6 separate regions of the Mus musculus genome follow, and regions 1, 2, 4, 5 and 6 are each linked to region 3. A link is a contact called in public ChIA-PET, Hi-C, Micro-C and promoter capture Hi-C data. All regions are on one chromosome and are shown on one strand. Each heading gives the region's core, a stretch centred on a gene start, on an enhancer-like site or on the middle of the called end of the contact. The rest is flanking DNA. Distances are from core to core; before and after follow the strand shown.

Region 1 (3,414 bases), core at 872-3,371, 360 kb after region 3:
AGTGCCTGCTCTCGCCTTCTGCTCTAAAGGTGAGATGTGGGCATTCAACCTCTTAAGAGCTACTTTATGGACACTACACTGTCTAGTGAAGAAAGAAGTTCTCTTCCACATGAACTCTGTGCTCACTGGCATGAGCCTTGACCTCTTGCCTCACACACACCTGTGATCTCAACAGTCTAGCATTGAGAACCTCCATTTGTGAGATGGCTGTGACAAGCTACCCTTTTAAGTGAGCTCTGTGTGGGTTACTACTCCTTATGCTGATACTGATTGAGCACGCAATGCATGCTGGAGGCTGGAGGGTTTTCACACCTTACGCCTCCTTCAGGTCCTGTCTAAACATCCCAGGCTACTGGGTATAAACCACCGAGAACTGGTTTACCGAGTTGCCTAGCTTATCAGAGGCAAGGCAGTGAGTGAAAAATTCCCAACTCCATCCAGGTCTAGTGTTTTTCTTAGTGACCCTCTGTGTGTGGCAGAGCCCCTGTTTACAGTTGTGTGAAATTACTGCACACAGCAGCCTAGGTGTAGCCTGTGTTTGTTTCTGTGAAAGTTCCATGTAGGCTAAGTACCCAGTCTGCTGAATACAGAAACCTAAGGAACAAGCTTTGTATTGCACCACTGCCCCTTTAGGCACTGGGTGACCCTGTGGTCTGTAGTGTTGTTGGTGAATGTGTTGTCTTCTTGCTGTAAACAAGGTCAGGCCATCTGACACAGCTCTCATCACCAAGCAGCGATATGAAGGCGGCCAGCCACTTGACATTTTTGTCGGGTTTTTGTTGTTGCAGTTTTGATCCCTCCGGTCCTTCCTCCCTGCAATGGCCATCGGTCTAGGGTAGGCACACGGAAGGATGAGTGGACACCTAGAGATACTGTTTGGATTCCTGGCCCTCAGGCTCAGGATTAACGAGGTAGCCTTCCATCCCACTCATCTGACGAGAGTGCTTCCTAGTGAAAACTCTGCCACAGAACAGTGCTGTGCCCATCAGACCCGAGTCTGTGGTCTTAGTTATCTACCCTGTAAAAAGCTATTCGAGAGCTGGAAGCTCTCCTAGTCATCTTCACACAGCCCTCCTCGAAAACCCAACTTGGCTTGCCATGTCCCTGTGTGCAGCGAGGGTCCTTCCCATGCTCATGTTTACACACACCCCCATCCCCTCCGATGTTGTCAGTGTCTCAGGTCAGAACCGTCTCAGGGACACCTTTGAGGCCGAGGCCCAAATTAGCAGTCAGCTCAGGGGCCTCCGTCAGCACGTCACTCTGGTGCTGCCCTTTGCGGCACGGAATAATAAGCTGGTTACTGGATAGCTTTCGGCAAACATTTTGATACGAAAAGCTGTTCATTTATTTATGTGTGTGTGGCTGCATGCCACAGTGTGCATGTGGGAGTCAGAGGACAACTTGTGAAGTTGATTTGTTCTCTACTTCCGATATGTGGGTCCCAATGCTTGATGGAAGGCACCTTGATCCATGGAGTTTTCTTGCCAGTGCCACGTTTTGTCATTGTGAGATGACAGGTTTGTGGATGCCTTCCCCCAGGAAGGTGAGCTACACACCTCCCTTAGTGAGGCCTAAAACAGTCTGTGTGGTCCTACATCCATGGGCCATCTGTTGGCCAGCCTTTTTCTCCTGGACCTATATTTCCCCTGCTCTGACAACCCATGATTTTCTTCCTTGAGACTAAAAGTGCCTCTTTCTCCTAACTCCTTGATTAAACTCAGTTTGTTAGTGGTTCTGGTATCTTGTCCCCCAGGTACTGGAATGGTTATCCTTAACATAGCAGAGTCAGGTAGATGTAGCTATCAATGTCTGCCCGGGGTGCATGAAATCCTGGGTTCCATCCTGGGCATGGAATACGTACCTGTAATCCCAGTACTCGGGTGAAGGCAGGAAGACAATGTTCAAGGCCATACTAGGCTCAGAGCTAAAGGCTAGCCCTGGACACTTGAGATCCTATCTTAAAAAAAAAAAAACTAAACTAGCATAAGCATTTAACCCAGGCAGCGTTCATTTGCAGTGTGCGCCAACAGCTGACTGCTGCTGTCTGATCTGCTCACTCTATTACTGCGAATTGTTCCAATTGTTCCGGCCCCTTTCCCATACTGTTGTCTACTTTGTGCCCAATCTATTCTTTATCGGCAAGTGACAATTCAAGTCTACAAACTGTGCTTTCATTTAGAAGCAACATCATGGGGGGAAGCACCCTGGAGGTGACAATAAAACGAGATTTTATGATAACTGGTGACTCATCTTTTTGTCCACTATTTACTTGGGGGATTATTTCAGGTCACGTTTCATATTCTAAAAGTGCATGCACTCTTGGTTTGCCTTTCAGTGTTGAAAACATGGTCCTGGGATACAAAACCACACCTCAGTCCCCAGTCAGCAGAGCTAGTGAAGTCGCTGGAATAAAGACAGCCCTCAGAACTGTGACCCAAACAGCTGTGTGTTTCTGCTGGGATGGTCTGACCTTCTGATGTACTAGGTCATTTGGAGATACAGCTCTCCCAAACATCTAGAGAAGAGCCTTTTATTTTGAAGAAACAAATTTCTACCACTTAAGACAATTCACATATTTTTAGAACACAATGAAAAGTACTTTCTGAATTAAAATAATTTCTCAATTATACTCACCCAAAGGTCATGTTCCTAAAGAAAAATCCACTAATTTACAGGTATGATACACCCAAGCCATCACAGCCACCATGGCTGGGATGAGTTCAGAACTAGAATACTTGTAGGCTGTGGCGGCTCGTGCTGACGATCCCAGCTTTAAGCAAAGTTCAGCACAAGACGTAACAACGCTTGAGGATACAGTGAGGCCTTGTCTCTGAAATACAGAAGCGGAGGGAACATTTGCTTTTGATATGGAATCTTCTGTGATGTTACCCAGGGAAAGAGGATGGCAGCTGTGCTCTACAACCAAGACAGTGTGTCAGACTTGACTGGGAGTCACCTTTTGTGAACCGAGTGACCTGCTGCTGTTTTAGGTCTCTTCTGTGCATTCTGTTTGACACTGGTATGTGAGTTGTTCTTTGCATTCCGTAGCAAGAGCCTGAGTGTAACTGACACCACACAGATAAGTCGTGTGCATGATTCAGTTTGTTTCCACTTGGATAGAAATCTTGAGATAATAGCTGACCCCTGAAACAGCTAAACGCTGGGGTGAGGAGGGGTGGGGCGGTCGGGCTTCCCATGGTTTGAGATCAGCCATTCGGCTTTTACAAAGGCAGGTGGAGGCCTTGTGAGCACTTCAGTGTCCACTAGGCTGGGTGGACTTCACGCTCATGGGCCGATGCACCTCTCCTAATGCTGTTCTCCTTAGACAGAAGCCCACCTACATGGTGAAGACAGCCCAGAGCTGGCTCTCAGGAACAGTCACTTGGCATTACAAAGATGCTTTTCTGCCTTACA
Region 2 (3,489 bases), core at 64-2,563, 420 kb after region 3:
CAGGAGGACGCTAAGGGTGGCACATTGGGGGACCTGCACAGGATACCACATGCATGCTGGCTGGGCACACACTTGCTGCTTTTAGCTCTGAGCACGGGCATCATGCCTGCTCAGTTCCTCTCCCCTGCATAGCCGACTGTGAGTTAAGTCGTCATGCAGAACGGGCCAGTTTAAAAAGGTAAAGTACAGATGTGGTCCCCAGGGTCCTACACTGACACACTTCAAGAGCCATGCCGACACCTGTCTGCAAGGGATCCACAGCAGCCCCTTATTAATGCACTCCCTGCTGCGACTGGTGCCAACCTGGCAGTGGCAGTGACAGGGAAGACAAGCATGACACACTCTGGGTCACCTGGGAAAGTAGGGTCAAGAGCATGGCTCGCTGGCAATGGAACTGTGTCAGGGCTACCAAGCAGGATAAGGGGGCTCGTAGAGGGCAGGACAGACCCTAGTGGGCCTCAGTGGTGAAGGAGTAGTTGGGCAGGCTGCTCATAAGAACCAGATGGAAGCAAAAGGAAGTTACTTCTTGTTGTCAGGGCTTTAGATGGCTAGGAAAACCTAGATTGGGCTGGAGAGATAAGCCTGTTCGTAAAATACATGTTTTGCAAGCATGAAGACTTGAGAGTGAGCTATAAACCCCGTATAAAAAGCCAGGCTTGGTGGGGTGTGCCTGTAATCTTACAGCTAGGGAGGAGGTGGAAACAGGTGGATCCTGACCCCCAAGATTTGCTGTCCAGACAGCCAGTCTAGCCTACATGGTGAACTCTTTATCATACATACATACATACATACATACATACATACATACATACATACATACAAACAAGTAGACAGACACATGAGGAGTGACACTCAAGGTTGTTCTTTTAGCTTCTCACATGCATGTTAAATGCATGTGCTTGCACACACATGAATAGAAACATATAACCCCTAAATAATTTGATTTTGTATAATAAACATTTGAGTAAAATCAAGGTTTTGGTTTTCATTGTGCACGTGTCGCTATGGAAACTAAACCCAGGCACTTGTTTTCTCAAGTGCTGACTCAGGCCTTGGGTCTGTGAAACAGGAAGAAGCCTGGCTTCCTCCTATACCACACTGTGGCCAGAGGCTTCCTTCTCCAGGCAAGCTAAAGCCCAGATTCCTAAAACAGCAAGCCCGTGGAGATCTTATGTGACAGGTGGACTCCACAGGGACAAGATGACTCCTTGTGGTCACAGGGAATGCTGAAGACAAGCAGGACCAGGGCAGTGGCAAATGTGGGCCCCTTGCTCCTGATTCTTCTAATTTTGAGGGGTTTCAAACCCAGCAACACTGAAGGATGAAGCCAGTGGTGCCAGAACACCCTTTACCTCGACTTCCAGATGGTACAGTACCATGTGAGCCTGAGGGCACAGTCTTTACATAGCACCTTCTTTCACTGAGTTGTTTAGAGGTCAGAGACCCAGTCTCTAGAAGCTCCAGCATGGATTTCCTCCTCCACAGGAGAGACACATCTTCCCAATAGTCACAGGAGTGTCACCTACTAGCAACCTGACATCCATTTGACGATGGCATTTAAAAAATACGTATTGTGCTTGCATTCACCACTAGATGTCACAGAGGTTGCAAACCATTCTCTACAGTTTTGTGGATGCATTGTCTTGGCCTGTCCCCCACTGAGGTTCCATGTTTGCTCCCCTCTCCCTCCTTTTGTTTTCTTGAGACAGGATCTTGCTTGTATATATCCCCAGAACTCACTAGGTAGCCCAGGCTGGCCCTGAACTTGTGCAATCCTGCCTCTGCCTCCAGACTGTTAGGGTCGCATGGAGTCACCACACCCAGTAGGTTCCATATTTTAATACCCTGTCCTGCCCTCGTTCAGTGAGATACAACGCCATCCTAAGAGGCATGTTTGCCACTGCCTCTGGTCCTCAGCATTCCCTATGTGACCACCAAGGAATGATCCTGTCCCCGTGGAATACACCCAGTACATAAGGCGTCCAGGCCCTTGCTGTTCTAGGAATCTGTGACTGGCTTGTTCACACTGCTAGGAAATAAGTTCCTCTGCTCTTCCTGGCTATGGTCACTGGGTGGTTATACCAGCATGATGGATCCTGCATAGCCAACTGGGAGCATCTGGCACTCCCCACTGTGGTAAGATGATTCATTACCTCATGGAGAAGCAGTGTGACCTGACCACAAAGGCACACAGAGATAGAAGATTTGACCACTGTGACTGACACAAACTGTCTTCACATGAGCACACTCACCATGGAAGCAAAGGGGACTTTGGGCCACACGATCCTTTACTCGGGCTCCTTCAGGCTTCCTAAGACAGTACCTGAGCCCAGTATAGGGATGGGCTTTGAACCTCATGTGCATGCACACACCCCACCTTTGTGCCAATGTCACTCACTGCCTGGAAGACCTCAGCAGGCACACCCAGTAGCAACACAGTGCACTGAGTCCCCATAAAGAGCACACAGTCCCAGTCCTACACTTGGAGTCCTGATGCAACAAACGAGGCCTGGGTGCAGGCGATGGAAGACGAGAGGTCTGTGGTTCTTGGTGACTAGGACAGCAGATAAAGAGCTATCATTATGCCCAGGGAGACGAGACAGATGAATGGAGAACAAGATAAGAATGAACTAATTTTTTCTAGTCTGTTGAGTTAAAAGAGGAACCGAGTCAGGCTGGAGGATGGGGCTGTAACAGGAAGACACCATCTCAGTGAAACACACACATATTAGGTGCAGAACTACCACAGCCTGCCCTGGTTGGTTTACAGTTCGAGGCTGTTGGCCGAGGGGGTGACTTAAGGCCAAGCCTTGAGAAGCCATGTCAAAAAGGTACATGAGGGGGTTGGTCCCTGAGAGACTGCCCATGCCCCAGTGGATAACCCATACACAAAACTTCTGATTAATGCTGCTTCAGGGTCAATTCTTAAACAAAGTTCTACTTAACAAATTGCCAGAGAGTGAGCATCACCAGGCCTTCCCCTGATGGAGCCACCTGGCCTACCCCCTCCATGCCTAGTGCCGTGTCCATACTTGCATGACTCAAGTAGTACTCCAAGTAGTACTCAGCTCTTCTCCCATTGGCCCTGACAGACTCTGCTCATGGTGTAAACGTTCAGGGAAGGCTGCTAACTGACAGTGTACCCTGGCTTCTTCAGACCGAGGCAATACCCCCAGCTGCTGATTTCAAAGGCCAGAGAAACCTCTCTGTGGTTTTTGCTGTTGACTGTGGGCTGGCACAGCACTCCAAAGTCTGCCTGCTATGAGACCAGAGAGAGCACTGGCTCCTCACCCTGGCTTCAGACTGCCATTCACAGCCTGCTATCCTACCAGAGAATGAATGGATGCTTCCCCACCCTCTCTCTGAAGGGGACTGGGCCCACCCACCTCTCGCTTGGACTTCTGGGAAGACCTCTCAAGGATGTCATCACTGGACAGGTCTGAGTCCTCTGAGAAACTCAGCTGGCGGCGGAGCTGCAGCTCTGTTGGG
Region 3 (3,289 bases), core at 750-3,249:
AGAGTCAAAAGTCTCCAAGGCTGATCCCACTGCACCTCAGCTCAGGAGAGTACACTGGGCTCCAGGCCAAGCGCAGAACAAATGTATCTTTCTTTATTCTACCAAACTTTGAGGAGGGATCTCTCTCCAAATGTCCTGTTATCTAGCAAAACTGTATCCCTCCCCACCAAAAAAATCAGCTACAAAGAAGTGACCAGTTATTTACCTAACTTGTATGATGCCTGGGTTCTTTTCTCAGCTCCTTCCCCCCATCAAAGAACCAACTCCTGAGAGAGTAATGAGTCAAAGGCTTCTTTCTCTGCTGCTTTTACAAGCGCTGGGTCCAGAATTCCAATTCAAACTGAGCTAGCAGCCAAGCTGGGGCCCTTTTCATCACTCCTTGGGCTGTTCTGGAATTAAGTGAGGATTCTGGGAGGGGCTGAGGTCTCCATCTGGCCACACCGCTCACATCCCCTGCTTCAGCTTCTGGCGAGTTCAGGTCCACCCCTTGTAATCAGTCTATTTCCTCTAATCGGCATATCTCATTCATACTCAGTGCTCTCTCAGGATTCCTGCAGCCCTTCCCTCAAAAACTCAAAAAATTCCTAGGACTCATGGGTAAATTTCAGAGGGCCCATAGAAGCCCTTACTTTTTTTTTCAGAGTTTTGGTCTGATTTTCTCATCTTACTCTTCCCACAGAGAATCAGCATACAGGTCTGAAAAGCTAAGAGGGTAGGATTTCTCTATAAACACCATGCTTAGACCCCTCTAGGGGTTCAGTAATGGCTGTTGTGTGACCCCAAGGATAGCTGGGACGCACTTCCCTTGAGATAGCAGTTCAATTTCATTTCTGTCCCATTGTGAATCCAAGCAACACTGCTCTGGATCCCTGAAAGCGGGCCTAGTGGCACATGCCTGAAAACCAGCACCTAGGAAGCAGAGGCAGGTGGATGGGTCAGCAAGGACTTTTGGCTAGCCTGGTCTACAGGTCAGTTAGGGAACGTATTGTGGCTTCTCACACAAACACACAACAAATCTATTCACTTATAATTTCAAAATAAGTCGAGAGAAGTGTGTTAGGCATGGTAATAGCACTGTGGTTCAGTGTAAAACGCCTCTTTTAAAGCTTCCCACACAGTTTAGGGTTTAAATAATAAAAACTCCAGGATTTAAAGTATTACAGCCATAAAGCGGGAGAGAGAAGCAGGTGCGCCAAAACGAAGTGATTAGTTGTTTGAAAAATAAAAATATGGAATTCATACTCTCTCATAATTTTTGGAAACTCACATTAAAAAAAAAAAAAATCAAAGCCCAGCAAGAAGGCTAAGCTGTTAAAAGTTTGTTGAACAAGGCTGAAGATGAGTTCCACATAACACACACTGGAAGGTGAGAACCCCAAAGTTGTTCTCTAACCTGCCTACTACTCCTTTCTCTCTCCCTCTCCCTCTGTCTCACATACACACAACACATGATGATGATGATGATGATGATGATGATGATGATGATGATAACAGTTCCTTTGCCTTGATGGCTGCACACCTGAGCCGTACAGTTTACTGGCCATATTCAAACAGTTACCTTTTTAGAAATAAGAATCCGCGAACCCTTACTTCGAGCAGAAGTGGAAACGAATTAACTGCTGAGGCACATTCCTGACGCGCGGGAAGGAGCTGCGAACCCACCCGAGGCTGACCTGGGGTTGGTTTTTCTCCGGACAAGGACTCTTCCAGCGGGTGGAAGGTGCGCACCCGGACACCGCTTCGGGAAGGACGAAGGGTTCCGCGGCTCCACGGTCTCCGGGAGGGCGGCCCCAGGCCAGGATGCTCAGTGGCCCGCACGGCCCTCCCGCCCGCAGGCCCTGCGAGTGCAGACCCCATGCGTCCTCACCTCAGCGCTGCCCGCGATGTAGCCCCTCCGGGGCCCGCAGCCCTGGAGCCCCGCAGACAGGCGCACAGGCAGTTTCCACAGATGGCGCCCGGCGCCGAGAACCCCTAACCCGGCGAGCGCAGCCATCGCGCCCGTCGCGCGCACGCGCAGACTGTGTGTCTCTCCCACTCTCGAGCCCGGTGCCCCCTTCCCACGCACAGCCGAGCAACCAATCAGCGGCCGCCCGCGCAGGGCCTCTCGGGGGTTGTAGTCCGACCGTGGAGCTCGGGCTCGGGTTGCGAGTTCGGAGCGGAGAGCGCGTTCCTGACACTGAATGGCGAGGCTCTGGGTCCCTCGCTTCCCCGAGAGGAGACTTGGGGTCAGCGAGTATCGACTCGCGGCCACCCGTGCTGGGAGGACAGACACCTGACCAATCAGTGCACCTGCTGACTTCCGGGAGCGTGTTCCTCGGCACTTTTTGGAGCTGGGGTGACCGTGTGGAACAAGGCAGCCTAACCTTGAATTGGGGAAGAAGACCATTGTTTTGAGACCTAAATCCTCTGAGCCTCATCCAAAGAATGTTGAATGGCGTGCTGCTTCTTACTCTTTAAAATCTTTTACTCAGTAAACATGCGCGGCAGTCCTACTTCCTGCGGGCTCTGACCCAAAATCCGGGAAGGAAAGATCTCCTTGATTCACACTTGGTAGGGAGGCTGGGATCAGTGTACGAAACAAGGTAAAAAAAAAAAAAAAGAGCACTGTCCCGAGAAGTCAGATAATGGATTCAACAAACATGTAATGTGTACAGCTAAGCACTCTGAGGAGAGAATACGCTTAGGTCAGTGAGCAAGGACAGTGGAAGTCAGTCTGGTCATCCTGACATAGGAGCCTGCTGCAGAAAGAACTCTCTCTTCGCTTTGTTTGAAAGGTGTGAGATGCTCTCTTCCTTAGTCTTTGACCTGTTCCTGGATATAATCATGCCAAAAAAAGTAGTGAGTCGAAGAGAATGGGTTGGAGGGTCAGGAATGCACAAGGACTCCGCGCTAACTCACTTCCGTTGTGTCCATTGCTTCTCAGCTTTGAGGACTAAGATCATAAATCAGAGTAACTGCTGTTGATGAAAAATTGGAAGATGTATTGCCGTTAGTCAAACCCACCATAGCACACAGCACCTAAGCCCAGTCAGGGGATACCCTGTCCAGGTTTGGTTTTTGTTTTGTTTTGTTTTGTTTTGTTTTAACCTCTTCCCGCTTTTCAAATAAGAAACTAATTTAGGAATAGGTGAGGTGGTGGCTCATACCTATTATCCTAGCGCTCCAGAGGCTTGCAGAAGGATCACCCCAAGACATTATCTAGATGATGATGATGATGATGATATAAAGAAACCAATTTAGCAGCCTGAGGGTTTTAAATGTACCCACACTTGTTCTAGTGACAGCCTCC
Region 4 (3,344 bases), core at 11-2,510, 390 kb after region 3:
CTCCCCCCCCCCCCATGGAAACACTCAGAGCTGACTGCCAGGGTAGTGCCTGGGACCAAGTCCCAGGGGATGGGGCAGGGCTGCAAAGTCTCCTGGTTGGGTAGAGCTGGAATGTGGAAAGTCCACATCCTTCTTGTGGTTTCTCCCAGCTCCATTCCACAGCTAGCTTATCCTAGACCCGGCTTCAAGGTAGTCTTCCAGTAAGGGCAATCCTGGCCATGGCACCAGGCAGTAGCCTGGGAAAGTAGGGGAGCCCTGCCTGGGTCCTCAGGATGCTCTTGACTCAGAACTATGTGGCTTATCAGATGAAGGTCAAGCCCAGCCTAGAAGTCCCATACTCAACACCACCTGGTCCTTTACAGAGCTCTTCATTCCAGCCTCTCACCACCCACAAAGTTCTACCCTGATCCGTCCCTGGTCCACACTTATTTGTTGAGTATGTAAATGAATGTACGAAAGAATGAATGAACGAATGTGTGAATCCTTGTGGGCCCAGGCCACTTGGTGGCTGAAGACTGTGGGTTTCTTCTAGAATCCTATAGGGTTATTCAGCCAACCATTCAACAAACTTTTTAAAAACATCAGCAACCAGTCTGTGCACATTTTCAAACCATTTTGGGTACTGGAGATGCGGAGGGGTCAGCCACTTCCTCACAGTTCAGGCGTGAGTGTGAGCTGTGCACACAGTAGTGCCCACGGGTGTAGGAAAGGTGCCCCTCGCTGCAGTCTTCCAAGGTCTGTGTTCCCTGGGTTGGGGTTCCAGGGCTTTTGCAGGGCCCATTTGTGGGCTGTAGCCGTTCCTTGTTGATTTTTGTGGGTGGCCATAGCGGAGCGCAGCGAGACCTCAGGCCCGCCTTTCCAGCTCTGCGCGCACCTGCCGAGTGGCGCGCGACCGCGGGGACCCCGGGTCCACCAGGAGGCCTGCCCGAAGCGGACCAGGACCGAGCGCTGAGGGGGACCGCGAGTGGCGCACGCCCCAGGCCTTCGAGTGAGTGCCTTCCCCTCAGCTCCGCGGTGGCACCCTGTGGCCGGCGCCCTCACCCCGCCTCCATCAAGGCGCAAGAGCCCCGCCATCACGAAGGATCGATAGCATACGAAACTGAGCTCCGTGCCGACCCCGTCCTCCCAGAGGGGAACTGTGGGGGCGCCCAGTAGGGTGGGCATACTCACCACGCAGACGCCGCTGCGCCGGTACCGGGCGGCGAACGGGCTAAGGCAAAGGTTTGCGGAGCCACACTCGGCCCGGCGCTCTACTCCACCTACCTTTCCTCGTGCTCGCCCGGGAGCCCCGCCCCTGTGATAGCCCCGCCCTCCGGATGCTCCGCCCTCCGACTGGCCACACTTTGCGGAAACCCAAGGGTCCTACCGGCTCGCTACGGGGGACAGGAAGGAAGGTACACCCGGAACCTGCGCTCCCCAGAGTCCCCAAAGCCTGGGCGACCTGCCCTCGTGAGGATGGGGTGTCATACTTGATCCCGACCTCTCCGCATTGTCTTGATGTATTACATAGCAGGGTTGGCACACTCAAGACTAGTGACCCTGTCAGAATCGGCCCTATCAGAGATGCTGGGAGGTCCCTATTGTTTCTCCTGCGCAGCTGCTTGCAGAATTTTTAAACTCTTGTGGGGAAGGCAGGGATGGGGGTTGCGGGGTTCTCGGTCATGGAATGAATCAGCAAGGATGAATGTGGAAAGAACCAGGAGGCTAGCAGATAATCTCAAACTGCTAGCTAGTTCCCCTGTCCAGAGAAGTCCCAATGCTATATACTTAAGTGCCAGCCAGTACCCCCAAAGGACACGTGACAGTGACAAAAGTGAAAGAGAAACAAGAAAGTGAATTCTGGAAGTATGAGGAAGTAAATAGAACCATGGAAATTGCTGTTCCTGAGCAGAGAAACTGGATCTGAGAAGACAAAAAAAAAAAAAAAAAAAAAAAAAAATCACATGGTTGGTGTGTGTTTGTGTGTGTATGTGTGTATTTAAGCCAGAGGTCAGTGTTTTCCTTCATCACTCTCCACCTTTCCACCTTTTTTTTTTTTCTTTTGAGATGGTGTGGGGTGAGGGGAGTGGACCAGCTTCCCAGCTCCACGCGTGATTTCCCTAGGCTGACTGCCAGGTGAGCTCCAGGAAGCTTCCACTGTGCACCAATAACAATGGAATTGTAGATACACACAGCACTCTATTTTTTACATGGGTGCTAGGGATCCAAAGTCCAGTTCTTACGCATATGAAGTACTTTACAAACCGAGCCATCTCCAGGGTTTCTTTTTCCTCTTTATATTTTCCAATTCTTCTTAAAGGAAGATGGCTCTAATTTTACGATCAATAAAAGTTACACTTGAAGCCGGGCGTGGTGTCGCACGCCTTTAATCCCGGCACTTGGGAGGCCTCTGTTCGAGGCCAGCCTGGTCTACAAAGTGAGTTCCAGGACAGCCAGGGCTATACAGAGAAACCCTGTCTGTCGAAAAACCAACCCCACCCCACCCCCCACTCCCCCACCCCCCCACCCCCCGCCAAAAAAAAAGTTACACTTGAAATCACATAGTGGAAGAGCTTGGTGATGAACAGCGGGGGCAGGGTTGGAGAGATGGCTCACTGGTTAAAAGCACTTCTCACTCTTACAGAGCATCCATCTGGGTTCAGTACTTAGCACCCATATGGTGGCTGACAATCATCTGTTATTCTAATTCCAAGGGACTGACCCCCCTTCTGGCCTCTATGAGGACCAGGCACACATGTGGTGCACATATATGCAGGCAACACACACACACACACACACACACACACACAGAGTTTTTAAATTTAAAACATGCAAGCTGAATTATCTAGATTTCAAAGTGGAAAATAATGAGAAAAAAGTTTTGTTTTTGTCTTGTTTTTTTTTTTTTAGACAGGCTCTCACTATGTAGCCCTGACTGGCCTGGAACTAGCTATGCAAACCAGGCTGGCCTAGAACTCACAGAGCTCCTCCTGCTTTTGCCTCTGGGATTAAAGGCGTGCATGATCATGACCTGAACACGTAATATTTTTAACTGGGATTCTCTCCGAGGTGCTTGGCAATCAATGCAAATGAAAAAGGGAAACTGATTTCACAACTTCATAAAGATGGAACATACCAATTTTCACTTTAATTATTCATTTATGTATATGAGTACATTGTAGCTGTCTTCAGCCACACCAGAAGAGGGCATCGGATCCCATTACAGATGGCTGTGGGCCACCGTGTGGTTGCTGGGAATCCAATTTTCACTTTAAATGAGTCCAACCTTACCACTGAACTATCAGTGAAACTTCCAGTTTTAATGTGCAGCCTAAATAATCTCTAAATTAGGAAGTGTTAAAGGG
Region 5 (3,537 bases), core at 598-3,097, 450 kb after region 3:
TTTACTCTGTTTATTCATGCTCACATCTCATTCATTCGTGAGTTCTTCCCCCCCCCCCCCCCCCGCCCCCCGGAGGCAGAGTCTCACTATGTAGCCCAGGCTGGCCTGAATCTTCAGTCCTCTTGAGCGTTGGGGTTATAGGTGTGTACTATAGCTCAAAGAATGCTCTGAGACCTGCCTCAACTAACTAACTCAGCCAATGGACTCACACTCTCAGTTAAGATAGACCAGTCTTCTATTTATATTGTCCTCTCTGACTACTGGGCATGGCAAAGGTGACCCAGGAAAGACCGTGCATATCGTAATGTGTGTATTGGGGGGTGTGTGTGGCAGAGACCTGGGAGAAGTGGCTTAAAGTGTAAACCTAAGAATCTGGTTGGGCATGGTGGCGCATGCCTGGAATGCCAGAAATTGGTGGGCAGAGACAAGGGACACTGCATGTTCAAGGCCAGCCTGGTCCAGGCCAGCCAGGGTTATAGAGTGAGACCATGCCGCAAAACACACAAGGATAGAGGAAAAATAAGAAAAAACTGCAGAAAGCTCGGCACTTGAATTCTGAACGCATCCATCACTGGCTTCCGGGTGCTCATTAGCCTCCCTTGTTAATGAAATGCGCTGTCAGCTGCTTAGCACTGCTCAAATCTGAAGGGAGGCCATGGAGACTTCTGCACTCATCTTAAATTCTCTGTCCCTCCACCTCAGTGTGCCCTCGGATTGTCTAGACAGGCTGGGAGGGACCGTGTCTGACGTCCCAAGAGAGGGGCTGGAGTGCAGCCTGACCTCGCCCAGGCTATGTTATTAGGATGGCTGTGCTGGACATGATTCAGGGTGATGAATACGTCCCTCTGTGATGAAGACAATGAAGGTCCATGGCTGTTAGTGCCACGCCAGCTCGTTTTATGACAGCTCAGAGGCTGTGAGAGCCAAAAGGTCAGCTCCACCCCCCCCCACCCCACCCCCTCTAGTGGCTGTAAGCATAAGCATTTGCTTTTTTTTTTTTTTTTTTAAAGATTTATTTATTATTATATGTAAGTACACTATTGCAAGAGGCCTTTCTGTTTGTTTCTGCACAGCAGCCTCCCTAACTGCAGGAAGGACAGAGACAGACCCACAGGAGCTAGTAGAAACTTTCTTCAGGCTACCTCTACCATGGGACCTTAGGGGCTAACTGGAGGGTTGCTGGGCTCTCACACCACACAAGATTCACGGTGTAAATCCAGGACCTCACGCACGCCTGCCAAGCACGGAACCACTGAGCTACATTCAGCCTCAAGGCTCACGTTAGATCTCCTGGTTTACGCAGGCGCCTGAGCCTTGCTGGGGTCCTGCCTGGTCTGTTGAGGCTGGAGGGGAGGAACCAGCACAAGGGTGGGACGGCTGCCTTGAACTACAGCATGGACATTTTGTAAGTGAGGAGGGTCCACACAGAAGCAAGTTCCAACAAAAACATCCACCTTCCTTCTTCCTAGCAAAGGGAAACAGTCTTCTAGGAGGGATGGGGACCAGGAGGCCTAGGTAGGAGAGGAAGAGGTTAAAGGCCCACCTAAGTCACATAGTGTGTTTAAGGCCAGCCTGGGCGACTGAGTGAGGCTCTATCTCACAATAGAAAGATAAAAAGAGGACTGGGAGTATGATTCAGCTCGGAGTGCCTGCCCAGCACGCGAGAGCCATGGGTACTTCCTGTGAAGGCCCCTTTCATACTTCAGGGGACTTCCTCGGTCTCACTCCCCTGGCCGCATGACCACTCAGCTGCACAGCTCCAGCTTACGGCTGAGCGTGTCTAAGGCACAGGATTTCCAGCCCCGGGCCCAGCTCTTCAGTGCTTCCTCCAGACCTCAGCATCGACTCAGAACCAGCAGCTGTCAGGGCAGCATGTGTAGGAATTTAGTTCAGACGCACAGCTCTGAGAAGACAGACCTCAAAAGGGCTCTATGTCAATTCCCACGGGTCCTCTCTGCCCTGACTTCTTTCCCTCCCCGCTCTGTTTCTCTCTCCTCCTCCTGAGCCTTCTATAGTCCAGGCTGGCCTCAAATTCGCTACGTAGCAAGAATGACCTTGAACTTCAGTGCTAGACTAATCGAGCCACATCCTCCGCTCCCTCCCCCCATGTTTGGGGTGGGGGAGGCGGACAGGAAACAGAGAATGGCTTTGACTCTGAGGTTAAGCTTCTCCCATTCAGGGGCTGCAGTCTCCTCTGCCACACCCCTGGGTCCCACTGACCCTGACAACATGTGCTGCCAAGCAGGGGGCGGGGGGGGGGGGCAAAGAAGGCACATGTGTGTCATCCAGGACCCGTGCCCCTCGCTGCCTCTGTTGGAAGAGGGGCTAAAGCCAGAGGTAAGGGAACACAGGGATTCCTGTCCAGTCATGGTCTGCTTGGAGAGCAGCCCTTCCTCTCTTGGTGCCATCCACTTTGGGGAGTCCTCTGAAACCTTAACTGTCCTATTGCAAAAGGTACACGTTCTCCAGGGGCTCACTGACCGGCTTCTTTGTTTGTTTTGTTTTCAGATTTACCTTTTTGTTTTTTTGTTTTTTTTTTTAATTTATTTCATTACCAGTGTTTTACTTAACTGTGTGTCTGACATGACCAAGGAAACCAGGCGAGGATATCAGATCCCCTGGGATAGGAGTTACATAGGGTTGTGAGCCACCATGTCGGTGCTGGAAGTATAACCCAGGTCCTCTGCAAGAACAGAGAATGCTCTTCACCACTGAGCCACTCCCCAGCCCTGATCTATCAATTTTCTTTTTTATGTGCATGAGTGTTTTGTTTATCTGTGCATCACGTGCATGCCTGGAGCCTTCAGACATCAGAAGAGGATGTCAGATCCCTTGGCACTGGAGTTACAGAAGGCTGTGAGCCACCATGTGGGTGCTGGGAATCGAACCTGGGTCCTCTGCAAGAGTAACAAGTGGTCTTAAACATTGAGCCTCTGAGTGTTCCAGCCTCTGAGTATTCTTTCGAGCTAACAGAGAGCAGGCAATAACGAACACAGTGGCTGGGCTGTGCATAGGTTACCTTCCTAAACACGGGTCCAGTTCTCCCTGGCTCTTGCCTTTGGACAATCTATCTCTCCCACACCCCCACCCCAACACACATGCGAAGACACACACACACGCACACGCACAAACACACAGACACACACACACACACACAATGTGCCACCTGGAGACTTCTTTCCCAGGAGTCAACAAGGAGTAGTTAGATGGCTGATGAGTCTTGGTTGTCAAGGTTCGGTGACACGGCTTAAGACCAGCAGGCACTATGTGATCCAACCCGTGGAGGTGATTATAAACATCTCCTAGGCCATCTGCTGACCCTGAAGACCCCAGACACCCTGGAAACCAGTGTCCACAGCTTGCCGCCGAGACTGGCATTACCGTTTAAGGAAGGCTCTCGGGTTGTCCCCAGAACAGCAGAATTGGCTCTCAATCAGCCATCTGCGACACAGGTAGCTATGATACAGAGAGGCTGATGATCAGCCGAGGCAGTAAGTTTGACCCAGGCAGGCTCTGGCTCTTACTCCTCCTGGTGAT
Region 6 (3,644 bases), core at 198-2,697, 270 kb after region 3:
AATCACAGCCCCCCGCCCCCGTCCTACCCTTACAGATCCCTCCTCCTATTGCCCTCTCCCCTTCTCTTTGGAGAACAGGAACCCCATCCTGGAACAGCTAGTCCCATGAGGACTAGGCACATCCTCTCCCACTGAGACCTAACCAGGCAGTCCAGGTAGAGGAAAGGGGTCCAATGGCAGGGAACAGAGACCAAGACAGCCAGTCCCCTCTCCACTTGTTAGGGGACTCACATGGAGACCAAGCTGCACATTTGTCCAGCTCCTGCATGCTCCCTGGTTGGTGGCCACACTCTGGCCCTCATGGTCTCAGGTTAGTTGACTCTGTGGGTCGTCTTGTGGTGTTCTTGACCCCTCCAGCTTGCTCACCCCTACCCCACTCTCCCCCAAGACTCCCTGAGCTCCTGCTGATGTTTACCTGTGAGTCTCTGCATCTGCTGCTGATGGATGAAGCCTCCCAGGAGACCTCAGCTCCTCAAGCTTATGAGGCAAGAACTTTACTCACTGAGCTATTTATCTCTCATCTCCGCTAACTCCCCATCTGCAGGACTGGCTAGCACAGAGGGCTAACTAGCTCTAGGCCTCCTGAAGATGATGCACAAGTGCTCTGGCTACAAGACACGCACTTTCATTTCAGCATACTGCACTCTCTGGGAGACAGGGTCCCAACCTGCAGCTCAGACCGGCCTCACAGTAACCCTCCATCAGTCTCCCAATCAGCTACCACATCTGGCTAACCTACTCTGTATTTGTATGTTTGTTTTTGTTCTTTCTAGACAGGGTTTCTCTGTGTAGCCCTGGCTGTCCTGAAACTCACTCTGTAGACCAGGCTGGCCTCGAACTCACAGAGATCTGCCTGTCTCTAGGCATGCACCACCACACCCAGTTGAAACTATACTCCTAAATAAGGGATTAAGAAAGTCAACAGAAACTGTTAACCCATGTCTGGAAGATGACCAGCACTTTAGGCTTGTATCCTTGGGTTCAGTGTACAAATGTGGAGACATGAAGATCAGCGTTGAGTTCTCTGCAGTAAGTGCCAGCCGACACGTAACCAGAGTCTGCACTCACCTGCTGGGCTATCAGGTCCAGCCGGCTTTCCAGGGTGTTGGAAACCTTTATCTTGCGATCCCCATTATAGATCTCAACGCCACCAGCTCTACAGAGAACACAGGAAGTAATGTCACGGGCTTGAGATGTATGTCCATGACACGACACTTACCCGACTCCTACCCTCAGCACAGGACAGCCTCGGCATGTAAAGTGTACAGACAGGGCAACACTAATCCCACAGCGTCAGAGAGAACTCACAGTGCTCGCACACAGGGTACAGTGACTGTTGAGCACAGCCATGGGGCTGCAGCGTGCTGTTCAATTCTAGCCAGCCCTTCCCAGCAAGGTAGAAACCAGCTTCAATTCTCTTAGCTATGAGTCACCAGGCAGCCTATGGAGAGGCGGCACCTGCATGCTGCTGACAAAGGAAGGACAGTGACTCAACATGCCTGGCTGCCTAGTGCCTGCCTCTAGCCACCCTCACGTGTCACCTCACTCCTCAAAGCCTCTCAGCACTCAAGAGACATACACAGGTCAACTGTATTTCAAGGAACCATGGGGAACAAGATTCACCTACAAATGACCAGTTCTGTCAATTACCAAGATAAATGGACTATCAGACAAGGACCCAGATACTACTTGAGACAACATTTCACTAGGTAGCCCAGGCTAGCCTAGGACTTACCATCTAAAATCCTCCTGCTTCTGTGGAGATTACAGGCACGTGCCATTATGCACAGGTGGGAAAGGATTGGTACTTCCTCCTTGGGATGTTCGGTGGCTGATGGCCACAGCTGTACCAATCTCCCCCTTTCTGTGCCTCCCTCTTTTTTTCCAGTCTCCATAGCACTAAAGATGTTGCTCTGCTGAGATCCTGACTCCTGGGTGTTTTGTGGGGGAATGTGAGGACAGGAAGGGAGAGAATAAGCAAAAATGACCTCAGCAGGCACTGAGTGTCAGCTTTCTTCTCTTTCCTTCTGTGTTTTGAGACAGGGTCTCCCTGCATGGTTCAAACTGGCCTCAAACACTCTATCATCAATTGGAGCCAAGAGGCTGAGAGGTGATCAGCCTCCTGAGCAAGCACAGCACTCCTGATGAGCCTACAGCTTCCTAACTTCACAGCAACCTGAGTCTCGTGTACGAGATGTAGTAGATGAGGAAATGCACTCTGAGAAACCAAAAGGAGTAGTAACCACATTAAACAAATACCACTTAACCCAAAACAGTAAGCCTGCAATCTCTTAACTGTAATATTAAACCTCAAAAGGCTCTGAAAGCCACGCATCCTTCAGATAAGAACTGCCTGCCTCTTGTCATCTGGCAGAAACTAGCAGATCTTGACCTATTTATCTTGCATAGCATGAAAATTGCCAATTTTTGTTTTCTGTTTTCAAACAAGGTGTAGTTATGTTGCCCAGGTTGGCAGCTACACCGCTGGTAGGATGTGCATCTCCACGTTGCTGGCCATGAACTCCTGACAATCTTCTGCTACAGCATCCCAAGGACTGTGATTACAGGAAGGTGCCCCATGCCTAGCTTTTCCTGTGTGTCAATTGGGAAATGTTAGTATACCTGGCCATGACAGTGCTGTCTTAGACTTGAAGATACTACACAATGGGAAGCATCGGCACTTTGTCTGTCTTTGGTGCTGATGATGGGACTTGATCTCACACCTGCTATGCACGCTCTCAACTACCGAGCTGCACCCCAGCCCACGTCATTGCTATTCTGCTCTCTGAAATTCAATACATGTCTGATGACAAGGTCCCAGGAGGATCAGCCAGCCCTGTACCTGATGTCTCTGCACTGTCTGCTCAGTTTCCACAGCACATCGGCACCACTGAGCACGCCTAGACATGATCTCATTTCAAATGCTTCAATTTACTCAAGTCAGCTGGGCATGGTGAGCCATGCCTGTGATCCCAGCCTCCTGGCTGCTGTGAACAAAACCAACCTAGTCTACAGAATGAAATCCTGTCTCATCCTCTTACCACCAGAATAACAAAAACAAAAAAACCAAAACTGAAGCCAAGGCTCAAAGAGACAAAATAAGTGTTGCATCACCACTCAGACAGCCCTCAGCCGAGTAAAGCAAACCCACATCTGACTCACGCTTTCATGACATCCTGGGTTCTACCTGGTGTAGCAAGAAATAAAACAAACCCTCAAACCCCAAATCTATTTTTGACGGCCAATGTTCGTTCTCAACCATGTCACAGCCCCAAGCCTCAGCTCTTTCCATTTAGCTCAAGGTTTCCCAAGACCCTGCTCCAGGCTAGGCAATGGTAGCAATGTGATGTCAGACAGAAAGCTCTGGGCACCAACACTAATTTCCAACAGCGAACAGGATTATGTTCCACACTCCCATGCACAAAGTGTTGCCGCCCTGACCTCAAGACCAGCTTGAAGGAATGACAGGAAAACAGACGCAGGTACCTGGAGGATACAGCCACACCTTTCTCCTGCAGCAAAGACCTCACCCAAGAAAACAGTGTTCTTAGGGCTGAGGACTAAATCCAGGATGGGCTTTCCCACTGTACTGGCTGATTTTGTGTCAAGTTGATACAACTAGAGCCAGCAGAAGGGAAGGAGAC

What was found. Promoter capture Hi-C pulls out the DNA fragments that hold promoters and counts their contacts. A called contact is a pair of places that touch in the nucleus more often than the background predicts. ChIA-PET counts read pairs in DNA pulled down with a chosen protein or histone mark.
Region 1: a contact with region 3 is called in a Micro-C map of the G1E-ER4 cell line, with 2.8 times the contacts expected there. The contact joins the enhancer-like site here to the promoter of Hdhd5 in region 3. A contact is called at or near these places in 7 of 39 promoter capture datasets (the C10 cell line, cranial neural crest, embryonic stem cells and 4 more), 3 of 15 datasets of contacts at CTCF or cohesin (embryonic stem cells, large pre-B cells and pro-B cells), 11 of 484 Hi-C or Micro-C datasets (the G1E-ER4 cell line, the HL-1 cell line, the N1E-115 cell line and 4 more) and 4 of 115 datasets of contacts at active chromatin or transcription factors (embryonic stem cells, extraembryonic endoderm stem cells, kidney and 1 more).
Region 2: a Hi-C map of the G1E-ER4 cell line shows a contact between it and region 3, with 2.8 times the contacts expected there. The contact joins the enhancer-like site here to the promoter of Hdhd5 in region 3. A contact is called at or near these places in 2 of 39 promoter capture datasets (hippocampal neurons and pre-B cells), 1 of 15 datasets of contacts at CTCF or cohesin (large pre-B cells), 2 of 484 Hi-C or Micro-C datasets (the G1E-ER4 cell line and myocytes), 1 of 115 datasets of contacts at active chromatin or transcription factors (pancreatic cancer cells) and 1 of 9 other capture datasets (embryonic stem cells).
Region 4: a promoter capture Hi-C map of pre-B cells shows a contact between it and region 3. The contact joins the promoter of Bid here to the promoter of Hdhd5 in region 3. A contact is called at or near these places in 9 of 39 promoter capture datasets (the C10 cell line, cranial neural crest, hippocampal neurons and 5 more), 2 of 15 datasets of contacts at CTCF or cohesin (large pre-B cells and pro-B cells), 2 of 484 Hi-C or Micro-C datasets (CD4 T cells and epidermal suprabasal cells), 5 of 115 datasets of contacts at active chromatin or transcription factors (embryonic stem cells, kidney, memory CD8 T cells and 1 more) and 1 of 9 other capture datasets (adipose tissue).
Region 5: a promoter capture Hi-C map of liver shows a contact between it and region 3, with 2.5 times the contacts expected there. The contact joins the enhancer-like site here to the promoter of Hdhd5 in region 3. A contact is called at or near these places in 5 of 39 promoter capture datasets (embryonic stem cells, liver, pre-B cells and 1 more), 1 of 15 datasets of contacts at CTCF or cohesin (large pre-B cells) and 1 of 484 Hi-C or Micro-C datasets (the G1E-ER4 cell line).
Region 6: an RNA polymerase II ChIA-PET map of memory CD8 T cells shows a contact between it and region 3, with 40 read pairs. The contact joins the enhancer-like site here to the promoter of Hdhd5 in region 3. A contact is called at or near these places in 12 of 39 promoter capture datasets (3T3-L1-derived adipocytes, the C10 cell line, the HPC-7 cell line and 6 more), 4 of 15 datasets of contacts at CTCF or cohesin (embryonic stem cells, large pre-B cells and pro-B cells), 13 of 484 Hi-C or Micro-C datasets (the CH12 cell line, cerebral cortex, embryonic stem cells and 4 more), 22 of 115 datasets of contacts at active chromatin or transcription factors (cardiomyocytes, craniofacial prominence, differentiating embryonic stem cells and 14 more) and 3 of 9 other capture datasets (adipose tissue, embryonic stem cells and pancreatic islet).

The regions. Positions count from the first base shown.
Region 1 is chr6:120,890,605-120,894,018 of GRCm38.p6, forward strand. Bcl2l13 (BCL2-like 13 (apoptosis facilitator)) reads left to right here. Exons shown (of 7, transcript NM_153516.2): 7 at 1-2,238. It overlaps Bid (BH3 interacting domain death agonist), which reads right to left. Exons shown (of 6, transcript NM_007544.4): 6 at 2,515-3,414. Among named protein-coding and RNA genes, the nearest start is that of Bid, 25 kb to the right of the region's middle. Within about 2 kb of position 2,122, at least 6 of the 459 cell types and tissues checked have an H3K27ac peak or open chromatin away from gene starts, as enhancers often do. A contact at or near this core is called in the G1E-ER4 cell line and extraembryonic endoderm stem cells, where this site is marked.
Region 2 is chr6:120,954,313-120,957,801 of GRCm38.p6, forward strand. Mical3 (microtubule associated monooxygenase, calponin and LIM domain containing 3) reads right to left here. Exons shown (of 32, transcript NM_001270475.1): 27 at 3,387-3,481. Among named protein-coding and RNA genes, the nearest start is that of Gm43915, 2.8 kb to the right of the region's middle. Within about 2 kb of position 1,314, at least 77 of the 459 cell types and tissues checked have an H3K27ac peak or open chromatin away from gene starts, as enhancers often do. A contact at or near this core is called in the G1E-ER4 cell line and pancreatic cancer cells, where this site is marked.
Region 3 is chr6:120,529,300-120,532,588 of GRCm38.p6, forward strand. Hdhd5 (haloacid dehalogenase like hydrolase domain containing 5) reads right to left here and starts at 2,000. Exons shown (of 8, transcript NM_144815.2): 1 at 1,868-2,000. The coding sequence starts at 1,993.
Region 4 is chr6:120,915,564-120,918,907 of GRCm38.p6, forward strand. It overlaps Bid (BH3 interacting domain death agonist), which reads right to left and starts at 1,261. Exons shown (of 6, transcript NM_007544.4): 1 at 1,171-1,261.
Region 5 is chr6:120,976,449-120,979,985 of GRCm38.p6, forward strand. All of the region lies in intron 20 of Mical3 (microtubule associated monooxygenase, calponin and LIM domain containing 3), which reads right to left. The region is part of intron 1 of Gm43915 (predicted gene, 43915); the gene reads left to right. Among named protein-coding and RNA genes, the nearest start is that of Gm43915, 19 kb to the left of the region's middle. Within about 2 kb of position 1,848, at least 121 of the 459 cell types and tissues checked have an H3K27ac peak or open chromatin away from gene starts, as enhancers often do. A contact at or near this core is called in embryonic stem cells, liver and pre-B cells, where this site is marked.
Region 6 is chr6:120,796,809-120,800,452 of GRCm38.p6, forward strand. It overlaps Atp6v1e1 (ATPase, H+ transporting, lysosomal V1 subunit E1), which reads right to left. Exons shown (of 9, transcript NM_007510.3): 8 at 1,069-1,156. Among named protein-coding and RNA genes, the nearest start is that of Atp6v1e1, 24 kb to the right of the region's middle. Within about 2 kb of position 1,448, at least 87 of the 459 cell types and tissues checked have an H3K27ac peak or open chromatin away from gene starts, as enhancers often do. A contact at or near this core is called in cerebral cortex, epiblast stem cells, memory CD8 T cells and 2 more, where this site is marked.